Regions from separate parts of the Ovis aries genome. Here region 1 is linked to region 2. Evidence: chromatin contacts called from public Hi-C data. All regions are on one chromosome and are shown on one strand. The core of a region is the stretch at or near the end of the contact, and the rest is flanking DNA. Distances in the headings are between cores, read along the strand shown.

Region 1 (5,089 bases), core at 1,496-3,995, 300 kb before region 2:
TAATTCCAAATCAGGCTAGTTCTTTCTTTTTCTTTTTTCACGTACAAACATACTCAAACCCAATTTAACTGATGCTCTTACTTGCACCTCTTAAGTTTCTTCTACTTAATCAAAAAATCTTCACACAAGTCATTTCTCTCTTAGACTTATTCTCTCTGTAAGATAGATAAATCATGCTGATAGTAACTGATCACCAACAGATACAGCCTTGTAATTCTGGATCAAGGAATTGGAATCAAATACCACACAGAAATCAATCTCTATCATCTTCTAAAGCATCTTAGAGAGTTTCCTGAGAATTTCCACACGCATTTGGTAGATAAATCTCTGTATTAGACAGGGTGATGTAAAGAAAGATATACAAAAGAAATAATTCCTACCTTTCCAGAAAATTGATAGTCTATAGAAGAAATATTTACACGAGTCATTACAACTCAAATGATTTATAAAAGCCTTTGAAAATAGACAAATAAATTATAACAGTATTTCAAATAGGAGAAAGAGTAGAACCAGCTGGGAGTTAGGCAAACTTTTCTGTAACAGGATTAACCTTTACTGTAAGGGATTGGAATGGTTAATGGCTGTTATATAGCTGGAGACAAGAAAAGGGAAAGATGAGAACTTACATAGGCAATCTGTGTTTTAAATATATTTAATCATACAGCTCATCTAGTTTTAAGAAATCACAAATGTACTCCAACAAATACACACAATTCAATAGGCATTCCTTCTATAGGTTTACATTTTTGTTGACGTTTTGGTTAAAATTACATGAGAAACACTTTAAGATTCAAATCCTTGTGGAGGTGTTTCATTGAAATTAACCTTTGGTGTTAAAAATTTGCTTTATTTCTTAAAAATAAACTGCCTCTGATTTCTTGCCCAGTTTTAACTCCATATAATTGAGTCCCATAAAAACGAGGGTGTAGATACTTCTTGAGTGTCTGGAAACTCACACCCACCCTAGTTACTCCAGCTCTATAGAGATTTTACAAGACAAGGTTTGGAGACAGACATACCTAGAGTGTCTTTGTGTTTGTTTTGAAATTCTGGACAACTCAAAGAAAGTATTCTAGGACCCTGCTTATTCAAACAATGGGTTTCCTTTGAAATAAGATCATGTGCCTCCCTTAAAGACAGAGTAGTCACCTTTGACACTAAGAACAGAAGGTAAAACAACAAAGGATGTGGGGAACCAACCTCAGTGCTGGAATTTTAAAAAACTGATTTGCATTAACTCTTATTTATAGGTACCTGGCCTAGTTCGGAGGCTGCAAATGGCAGGTTAGATCAATCACCCTGGAGCCTGAGGTGAAAGTTTTGATGTGACCAAGAGAAAGGTGCGAGGGGCGGGGGTGGGGGGGGGGGGGGGGGGGGGGGGCAGTAGGAACTACGAAGAGCTGCCACAGAAGTAGCAAGAATATTTAAGGTTGAGCTGCTCTTCAAAGACAGAAGTAGTAAAAACATCTTTTTTTGAAGGAACAACAACACCAAAAAGGTAAAAAGGGCAAAATAAATTCATTTGGCTTGAGATCTTTAGACTACAGTATTTAATGCTGGTTTCTTTCATCTCACCGTTATTTGAAGTGTGTATGAGAGAGAGAGAAAGAGAGAGAGAGGGAAACTGATAGCACTCATGAATAGAAAGCCAGAAAGATAAGGTGGGACAAGGGGCTATGAAATGTCAGGGTGTCTACTGTCCTGGGAACCTTTGAAGCACACTCCATGACGAATTACTTTATCTCCAGCCTTAGAAGATTCCTAGAGACAAAGATGGGGAGAAAAATCGAAGGTCGTTGACAAATGGGGCCGCTGCTTTGTGCTCCAGGCTGCACTAAATTTGGCTTTGTGTGCTGTGCGGGTGGGTGGAGAACTCCACTGAAAGAGGAACCCTTTGTAAAGGGGTGGGAGGTGGGGAGGGGACGGCCCTTCTACCTGCACACACCTCAGCAGGGAGGAGGCGGCGCCCCCTAAGGATGCAAATCTGCCTCCCAGAATGGCCAATCAGGAGTCAGGTGAGGGAATCAGGGTCCCCAGCCCACGCCAACCGCGCGTGTGAGCGCGTGTGCAGTGTTCTGGGACCTTTGTCCCGCAAAGTCACGCTTGGCGGCCGCCCCTTGGTGCCTTTTTCTCGTCGGATCTGCCTCAGTCTTTTTTTTTTTAATCCTCTCCACACCCACCTCACGAGTAGTGTCTTCCCCTCATCCCCTTCCAAATTCCCCGCCGCGCCGCGGCGGGTGGGATCCCGGAGCCGGTCCCGAGGAGGGTGCGGAGCTTGGCACACGCCCGCTGCCAGGACCGCGGCACCAGCCCCTGGCAGTTCCGCGCGGGTGCCGGCGACGAGCCTCGGCTCGGACACTGCGGCGCTCCTGCCCGCGCGGGGCCGTCCTCCGCCCGTCCCGAGGCAGCGCTGCCCGCCTTGCGCCTGCCGGCTCTCGGCTGGCCGTGGCCGGGCTGTTCTGAGGGGCTCCGGAAACTCCTGCGACATCCAGAACACAGAAAACAGAATCCGCACCTAATTCGCCGGGGAGCCGGGGCGCTGCGGGGCCGCGGCGCTGCCTGCCCCCGCTCCTCCCCCACCCCACCCCCACCCGTGCTCCGGCAGCCTCTCGGAGTCACAGAGCAGCCCCCACCCCACCCCCCGGCAGACAAAGGGCCTGGGCAAACTCGCCGCCCGGCCTCCTTGCGCTCCGGGAGGCGGCGGCGGCGGCGGCGGCGGCGGAGGCGCTGGCGGTGGATCGCGCAAAAGGAGGCGCGCGCGCGGCCGGGGAGCGCGGTCTGGGGAAGAGCCGCGAGATGCGCCTGACTCACATCTGCTGCTGCTGCCTCCTCTACCAGCTGGGGGTCCTGTCGAATGGGGTCGTTGCAGGTAAGTTCTTCCGTGACTTTGGGCTTGCTTTTCCAGCTTCCCCAGCCAGAGACCTGGAACGCACGGGTCGCCGGGGCTGGCGCAACTGTGCGCGGTGAGCAGGGCTTGCTGCTGCTGCTGCAGCTAAGTCGCTTCAGTCAGCGGGCAGCAATTAAAAAAAAAAAAAAAAAAGCCGTGCGGGTGTTGGGCAGAGGGTCACGCTCCTGAGCTAAGCGCACTTCTCGTGGCCTCATTTCAACAACGTGAAATGCTTAGTTTTCCTCTCCTGAGAGTTAATAATATGTGCAAAGGTACGTTTACAGCACCTGGAGGAAATCTGGGAAGTAAAGAAATTGATAGCGCTGCCTTGCTCTGGCAGATACTGAAGGAAATTTTTTAATTGTGCTGGAGTCTTTGCACCGGTTTTCTTTTCTTCAACTAAGTGCTGTCAACAAACTTTGCAGCCCCGCTTCCCCCTCCCCCCGCCCCGATAATCGTACTTTTATTTTGAAAATGCTGGGGTCTGTAATCTGATCGCCAGACTTCACGGGTTGTAAGTTTCAGGGCTAGACGGGTGGTCTCCAGCGCGTTAGCCGTGATCCCTGTGTCTGTGCAGAGTGTGAACCCTGGGATGCTTGTGCTCCTGAGACCTCGACTCTTTAAGCCCCGCACTTCTGTCTGCCCCGCCCGCAGGGCTGCAGTTCGCCTCCGACCGCGAGGAGTGGGAAGTCGTGTTTCCTGCACTCTGGCGCCGGGAGCCGGTGGACTCGGCTGGCGGCAGCGGGGGCAGCGCGGACCCAGGCTGGGCGCGCGGAGCCACGGGCGGCGGAGGCGTCCGGGCGCCGGCAGCCAGCAGCTCCCGCGAGGTGCGCTCCGTGGCCCCGGCACCGCCCCAGGAGCCTGTGGAAGGCGGATCTGAGCCGCGGCCCCGACCCTCGCCGCCCGGGGGCGAAGAGGATGAGGAGCTCGAGTCTCATGAGCTGCCGCGGGGATCTAGCGGGGCTGCCGCCCTGTCCCCGGGCGCCCCGGCCTCGTGGCAGCCGCCGCCCCCGTCTCCGCCCCCAGCCCAGCCAGCCGAGCCGGACGGCGAAGAGGTTCTGCTGCGGATCCCGGCCTTCTCCTGGGACCTCTACCTGCTGCTCCGGAGAGACGGCCGCTTCCTGGCGCCGCGCTTCGCTGTGGAACAGAGGCCGAGTCCGGGCCCGGGCCCCACGCGGGCGGCAGCCGCCCCGCGCCCTCCCGCGCCGCCTGACGCCGCCTGCTTCTACACCGGGGCTGTGCTGCGGCAACCCGGCTCGCTGGCCTCTTTCAGCACCTGCGGAGGTGGCCTGGTAAGCGCCTTTCCTTCCCCAGCTCTCCTCTTCCCCCTGCCACTCCTCCCTCTGCCCTTGTCGACCAGGCAAATTTGCCTGCACCTCATCCCATTCAGAGCGCGCCCTGAACTTCGCCCAGCCTACACCACTACCGTTTAGCGCCCACGGAACACCTCCAGGGCAGTCAGTGAATCCGAAATCTAATTGAATGGATTAATAGCCTTCTGCTAGATGCTTACACATTTTTTTCGGAATTACCAGGTAACACTGTCTCCTTGCAACCCTTCCCACTGGTTTTGTTTCTGCTTTTCAAAATAAGCCCACCACATGGTGTCTTTTAGGAGATTGGAAGATAACAAGTCCATTCACTGCTCAATCTCCTCCTCCTTGCCCCCGCCCCCAGTTTCTCATCTATTATCTCATAAGCTTTTTTTTTTTTTTTTTTTTTCTCATGTCCTACTTCAGAGTTGTCAGAACAGTTTCCTAGGGAGTTATATTCTGACATCTGTCTGGAATTTAGACACATCCACGCTCACACGGGACACCTGTTCACTGTTCTTGTGAGCGACGAGTGGAGGAGTTAGGTCGAAGGCCGCGAACAGCTGTCTAATGGATGACAGGAGAATCCAAACAGAGCTTGAAGGGTTATGGTTCTAAGATTTAACATTTCTAAGGTTTACATACTATTTGGCCATAGTTTCTTTTCTTTTCTCCACTCCAGGGAGGAAAGTAGCTCAGCTGAGAGCCTGGCCCAGAGGCCAGCCGGAACTAGAAAATAAAAGCCATTTGCTCTGTCTGAACAATAGGGATTATCATTCGACTTCCACCCCCTCTGTTTTGACCCAGGGTGTGGGATAGTTGTTACCTCCTGTTAAGTTGGCCTTTACTTTGTGGTAGACGTAACATGCAATGTAGAAGTACCATCGCT
Region 2 (5,009 bases), core at 607-3,106:
AGATGCTAAGAATACAGAGAGAGAATACAAGGAGGACTGTGTGTGTGTGTGTGTTCATCCTATGTGCATCCATAGGTATATCAGAACCAAATACAAAAGACTCTCCTTCAAAAGATTTTGAAATTAAAAATATAAAGAAAGAAATGCTTTTTTTTTTTCATATAAAATGCTCCCTAACTAAGTTTTCTGAGCCAAAAGAAATCAGATTCATGACTCAGTTTTACTTATTCTATACCACTGTTTTCAAATTCCTGACAAAGAGGAGAGTAAGAATCCTTCTGCTCATTAAACCTGCTCATTTTTCACAATTAAGAAATAAGTGTTAAAATCTCTCACATTTGAATTAGCTTTGAGTTTGGTAAAACACTATATAATTACCTGACTAATAAAAACAATGGCTAGGCTAGATTCAAAACTTTATCAGCAAGTATGAACAAAAGAGCAGTTATAACTATGCCTCTTTCTAAAACTATATTATTTAAAAGCCAAAACATTTCGAATCAACCCTTTATAGCTAAAAGTAATTTTACTGTTACTACTGCCATTGTTTTGCCATTTTTTAATGTAATAGTCACAAATGTCTTTCATGAACTCTAAACACAGCAAATTTTTTAAAAATTGTATCATCATCAACACATAGATGACAACTTTCGGAGCCTTTTTTTTTTTTTTTTTAGTTATTCAGAAAGATTCCCAGTAGATACCCATGGACATCAGTGTCTCATTTTACCCACACACCTGAAACTTTCCTCCTGGCCATCAATGGAACTGATATAAATCAATGGATACAATCATACATTCTACATTTCATAATTTCAAAACCCTTCTACTTCCAGAATCTCATTCATCTCAATGATAATCTTGTAAGATAAGTATAAAACCTGCATTTTACAAGAGAAGAAATGGAGACTTAAGGTCATCAAAAGACTTGTCAGAAAGAAAAATGGAGTGAGAGCTCAGATCTTCTCAACCTCCTTTGGTTGGTCTTTCCACTCTAGATTTTATTTTCTCATGACTGTAATGGGAGTTTGGTATACACCCACTGTTGACAAAAACAGGAGAAGCTGAACTCTCCTCCACCCACATCCACATACAGTCACGTCCTTTTCCAGCCCCAGTCTCAAAAGTCAATCTAGAGAATGCAGTTTAAGTAAGTGCAAACACAGTTGTGCCCAGAAGGCCGGTAAACCTGAATGCCATAACGGTGCATTGTTTTGTCAGCTTAGATTCACAAGGCTTCTTTGTAAGATAAAAAGTAAACCCTGGATCCCACTGTTAAGAATTCTGTGGATTAATGGCTCTTCATCAGTATATAATGTTGATAGAATGCCTTTTTCCTATCACAACTTTCTGGAGTACAGGACCTGATACATCGAACCTTGCCTTGGCTCGTCCCTAAATTCAGTGCCAGCCCCAGGATGCCCCAAATCAGTAGAGTTGGTTCAGGAGCCTGGTACCAGAGAAGCTGACATCAGAGCTACTCTGAGGAGGAAATGACCTCCTGCCCTGAGATGAATCCCTCAAACACCCAGTCTTCAGGTAAGGCGCTTGCCAGGTAAGGCACCAAGGCACAGTCTGGCAATAGCATTTGCTCATGCACTTTCCCCATCTTTATACGTGTTTGTTTTTTTTTTTAATGCATCTTTTACATTTTACAGTAACCAAACACTCCAAGTTGTTAACCATGGAGAAAAAGCAGAATGGAGAAAAATTTCCCTGTATCTTGGTGTTCATTTCTCACCACCAGATGGCAGGTGAGCACCAGGATGTGAATCTCCTGCCAGCGCAAGTTGAGGACGCTGGTTCTTTGGTGTTGAAACAGAAATCCACACGAGTGGAGAATTTCCAAAGAAGTGCTTAACTGCTGATTCAGCCCTGGAGTGGAGAGCCGGGGCCTGCCGAGCCCGTTGAGTGTGCATCAGCGCAGGGAAGTGACAGTAATTGGGGTTCCTTACTGCGAAGGCTTCAGACCGCGTGCGGTTCCAGCTGCGCAGCCGGAACTCATTAACCAAGTCCTCTGTGGTGTCTTTACTCAAACTGAGGTTCATACTTGTTAAAAAATGCAGAAACCCAGGACAGCTAACCCGGAAACTTCATGTTTAACAGGCTCCCCGGGTGATTCTTTTCCTTCTTAAGCTTGGGAAAAGAACTTGAAGAGTGCAGGGTCCTGGGTAAAGGCTTTTCAAAGCTAGGGCTCAGAGGTGTGGGGGCCCATGAGACTCCTGGGGGGCACTGGGAGTTGCCGAGCACTCACTCCAGGCTCCCAGGAAGCTCTGCTCCACTTGGTAGCATCTCTCTCTGGTACAAAGAGGCGGACATAGAGCTATAAGCCATCTCTTTGCCCTGGCACCTTCCCTCCGCTCTACCCTCTCCTCAGGAAAACAAGATTCATAAATCGTTGAACCCTTAAGATATTTTAAAACTGATCATGATTCAATAGATACTTTATGATTAAAGCATTGAGCTGAAATTGGTACTGCATTTTAAATGAAATCTTAGTAACACAGTTTTCAACTGAAGGAAGCCTCAGCCATCAGGGATAAGGAGGTACCCAGGTCTCAATCATCAAGAAGATTTTGGTGTGAGTCAGAGGTTGGCAGTCCAGCCATAACTGGCTCAAAAGCTGGTTTCTGCGCTTCAGAGTCAATCTGTCTGACCCTAGACATGCGTAAGAGGTTTCAATTCTACAGATACCAATTTGAGTGAGAAGAAAACTAATGCCCAACCTGCCTCCAGAAAAATAGTATTGGAGTAAATTCAGTTTAAAATCATTTATCAAGATCACTAATTCAACCAAGTCCAATTTTTAATTCTTCATTTTATTCCCTAAATTATCTCATTTAAATCTAAATGTACTTATGGAAAGGGAAGGACAAGCCTGTTCAGATAATTGAGCACACACCCATGGCGGGAGGGAGAGCTACCTTCCCCCCTTGTTGTCCTATAGCACCGGTGCTATAGGGTGCTGGCTCCTGCAGGTAATACCACGGTTACCCACACAGTAGACTGGAGTTTCTAGCCATCAGCTCCCTCCTGAAGGTCCACATTCCTCCCTGTCACGTGCTTCTCCTCCATCTATGACTTTCCTTTGGCCAGAAGACCTCTGAAGACGGTCACCAGCTCAGCCTCCAAGCTTAGTCCTCATAGAGCTTGAATTTTTAGTATTATTCCAAGGCAGGAAGACAGTCAGTTTGATCTCTTATACCCATTTTGAGTCTGTCCTGTTTTGTGATAGGAGCAGCATCTTTGAATGATATAACTTAGACCAGGGCCCCTTGATCTCTGTGGAAGTCTTCAGACTGTCAATGCAGTTTGAGATATCTATCGCAACAGGAGATGGCAAGAGATAAACTAGGGAAAGAGATAGAAGTGAGTATGAATATTTGAGTCTTCCTTCCCACTTCATCTTGCCACGTATGCTTGTGCCCACAGAGGGTGAATCATCAGATTAAGTTCCTTCATTTCAACACAGTTCCTCTCAGGACCTGTCCACAAGGAAGTGGTTAATATTACCAACTTCACCCCAGACAGGAAATAAGAGGTTGCTGGAATTCCCCTGGAGTGCTAGAAACCTTGTGGGAAACACTGAGTAAAATGTATTTGAAAAAAGGCAAAAGCATAGCCATGGAGCAAAGATCAGCTGTACCAAGAGTTGGGGTGGTTTGAATGCATGACTAAAAAGGGGCAGCCTTAAGGTGCTTTTCTAGTGGAATAGTAATTCTGGTAACAGGCACACCGCTCTATAAATGTGCTAAAACTTACCAAACCATGCACCAAAAATTTACCTCCTACAAACCCTGACTGCTGTCTTTCTTCCACTGGCAAAGCCTCTCTTTCTATTCGATGATTCCCCCAAACAGATAAAAATGTTAAAATATCCCACATCTTTTAAAACCAGTTAAAAACAACAGCAGCAAAAAGTAACATCATCACCCTATATTTCTCTCCAGTTAGTGCCTCAGTTTTCTCTACAATAAATTTGAAAATAATTTCAAATGAATTACGATACATTTGAAAGAATTCTCAAAGTCATGTTTTCAACTTTCTCTCCTGTTATTCTCTCTTGAACCCATTCTGCTCATACTTTTATTTCCATGAATCTACTAAAATTGTCTTGCCAAGACGTTGCCGAGCCCAAAGGTCAGTGGCAATTCTCAACTACTCAGTTTGTTGAGAGCATTTGCCTGGCGGATCCTCCTAAAAACATTTCCAAAATTCGGCCTCCAGTTTATTTACTCTCTCGTGATGCTTGAATGAGTCCTTTTTATTTACCTTTGCTGGATCGTCTTCAATTTCTCATCATCTACATGTAGAGAGAGCATCCCAGCCCTCTGTCCTCACATCTCATCGACCCTCATTTCAATGGTGACCTCACTCAACCCCATGATTTAGATCCCATCACCGGTAATTCCAGATACTCCATTGCCCAAGCTAGTCTCACAAGTCCAAATTTACGTATACAACTAACTACTCAGTCTCACTGGTCAAAGGTCTAATTGCCAATTCAGTTTTGCCATAAGCTCTTTTGGAGAATTACAGTAGCCTCTTAAATGGCACCCCACTCCAGTACTCTTGCCTGGAAAATCCCATGGACGGAGGAGCCTGGTAGCCTATAGTCCATGGGGTCACAAAGAGTCAGACACGACCGAGCGACTTCACTTCACTTCACAGTAACCTCTTAACTGTTCTCTCCGCATTCCTGCCTCACACAGTCTCATCTTAACATAGCAGCTAGTTTTGTTGTTGGTATTTAGTCACCAAGTCATGCCTCACTCTTTTTGCAACCCCATAGACTGTAGCTCCTCCATCCATGGGAGCCCCCAGGCAAGAATACTGGAGTGGGTTGCCTCTTCCTTCTCCAGGGGTCTTGCTGACCCAGAGATCAGACTTGTGTCTCCTGCATTGGCAGGCGGTTTTTTTTGTTTGTTTGTTTTGTGTTTTAATTGAGCCACCAGAGAAACTCAGTGCAACAGAGAGGCCTTTGAAAAATATAATTTAATCATGTCACT

What was found. Hi-C and Micro-C count contacts between places; a contact is called where the count stands out from the background.
Region 1: a Hi-C map of tail adipose tissue shows a contact between it and region 2, with 4 times the contacts expected there. The contact joins the promoter of ADAMTS19 here to the enhancer-like site in region 2. A contact is called at or near these places in 3 of 16 Hi-C or Micro-C datasets (skin fibroblasts and tail adipose tissue).

Annotation. Positions count from the first base shown.
Region 1 is chr5:22,451,127-22,456,215 of ARS-UI_Ramb_v3.0, reverse strand. It overlaps ADAMTS19 (ADAM metallopeptidase with thrombospondin type 1 motif 19), which reads left to right and starts at 2,745. Exons shown (of 22, transcript XM_042250270.2): 1 at 2,745-2,869; 2 at 3,542-4,179. The coding sequence starts at 2,797.
Region 2 is chr5:22,153,843-22,158,851 of ARS-UI_Ramb_v3.0, reverse strand. MINAR2 (membrane integral NOTCH2 associated receptor 2) reads left to right here. Exons shown (of 10, transcript XM_060415643.1): 5 at 1,362-1,539; 6 at 1,659-1,754; 7 at 3,236-3,369. Among named protein-coding and RNA genes, the nearest start is that of MINAR2, 22 kb to the left of the region's middle. Within about 2 kb of position 1,856, at least 5 of the 54 cell types and tissues checked have an H3K27ac peak or open chromatin away from gene starts, as enhancers often do.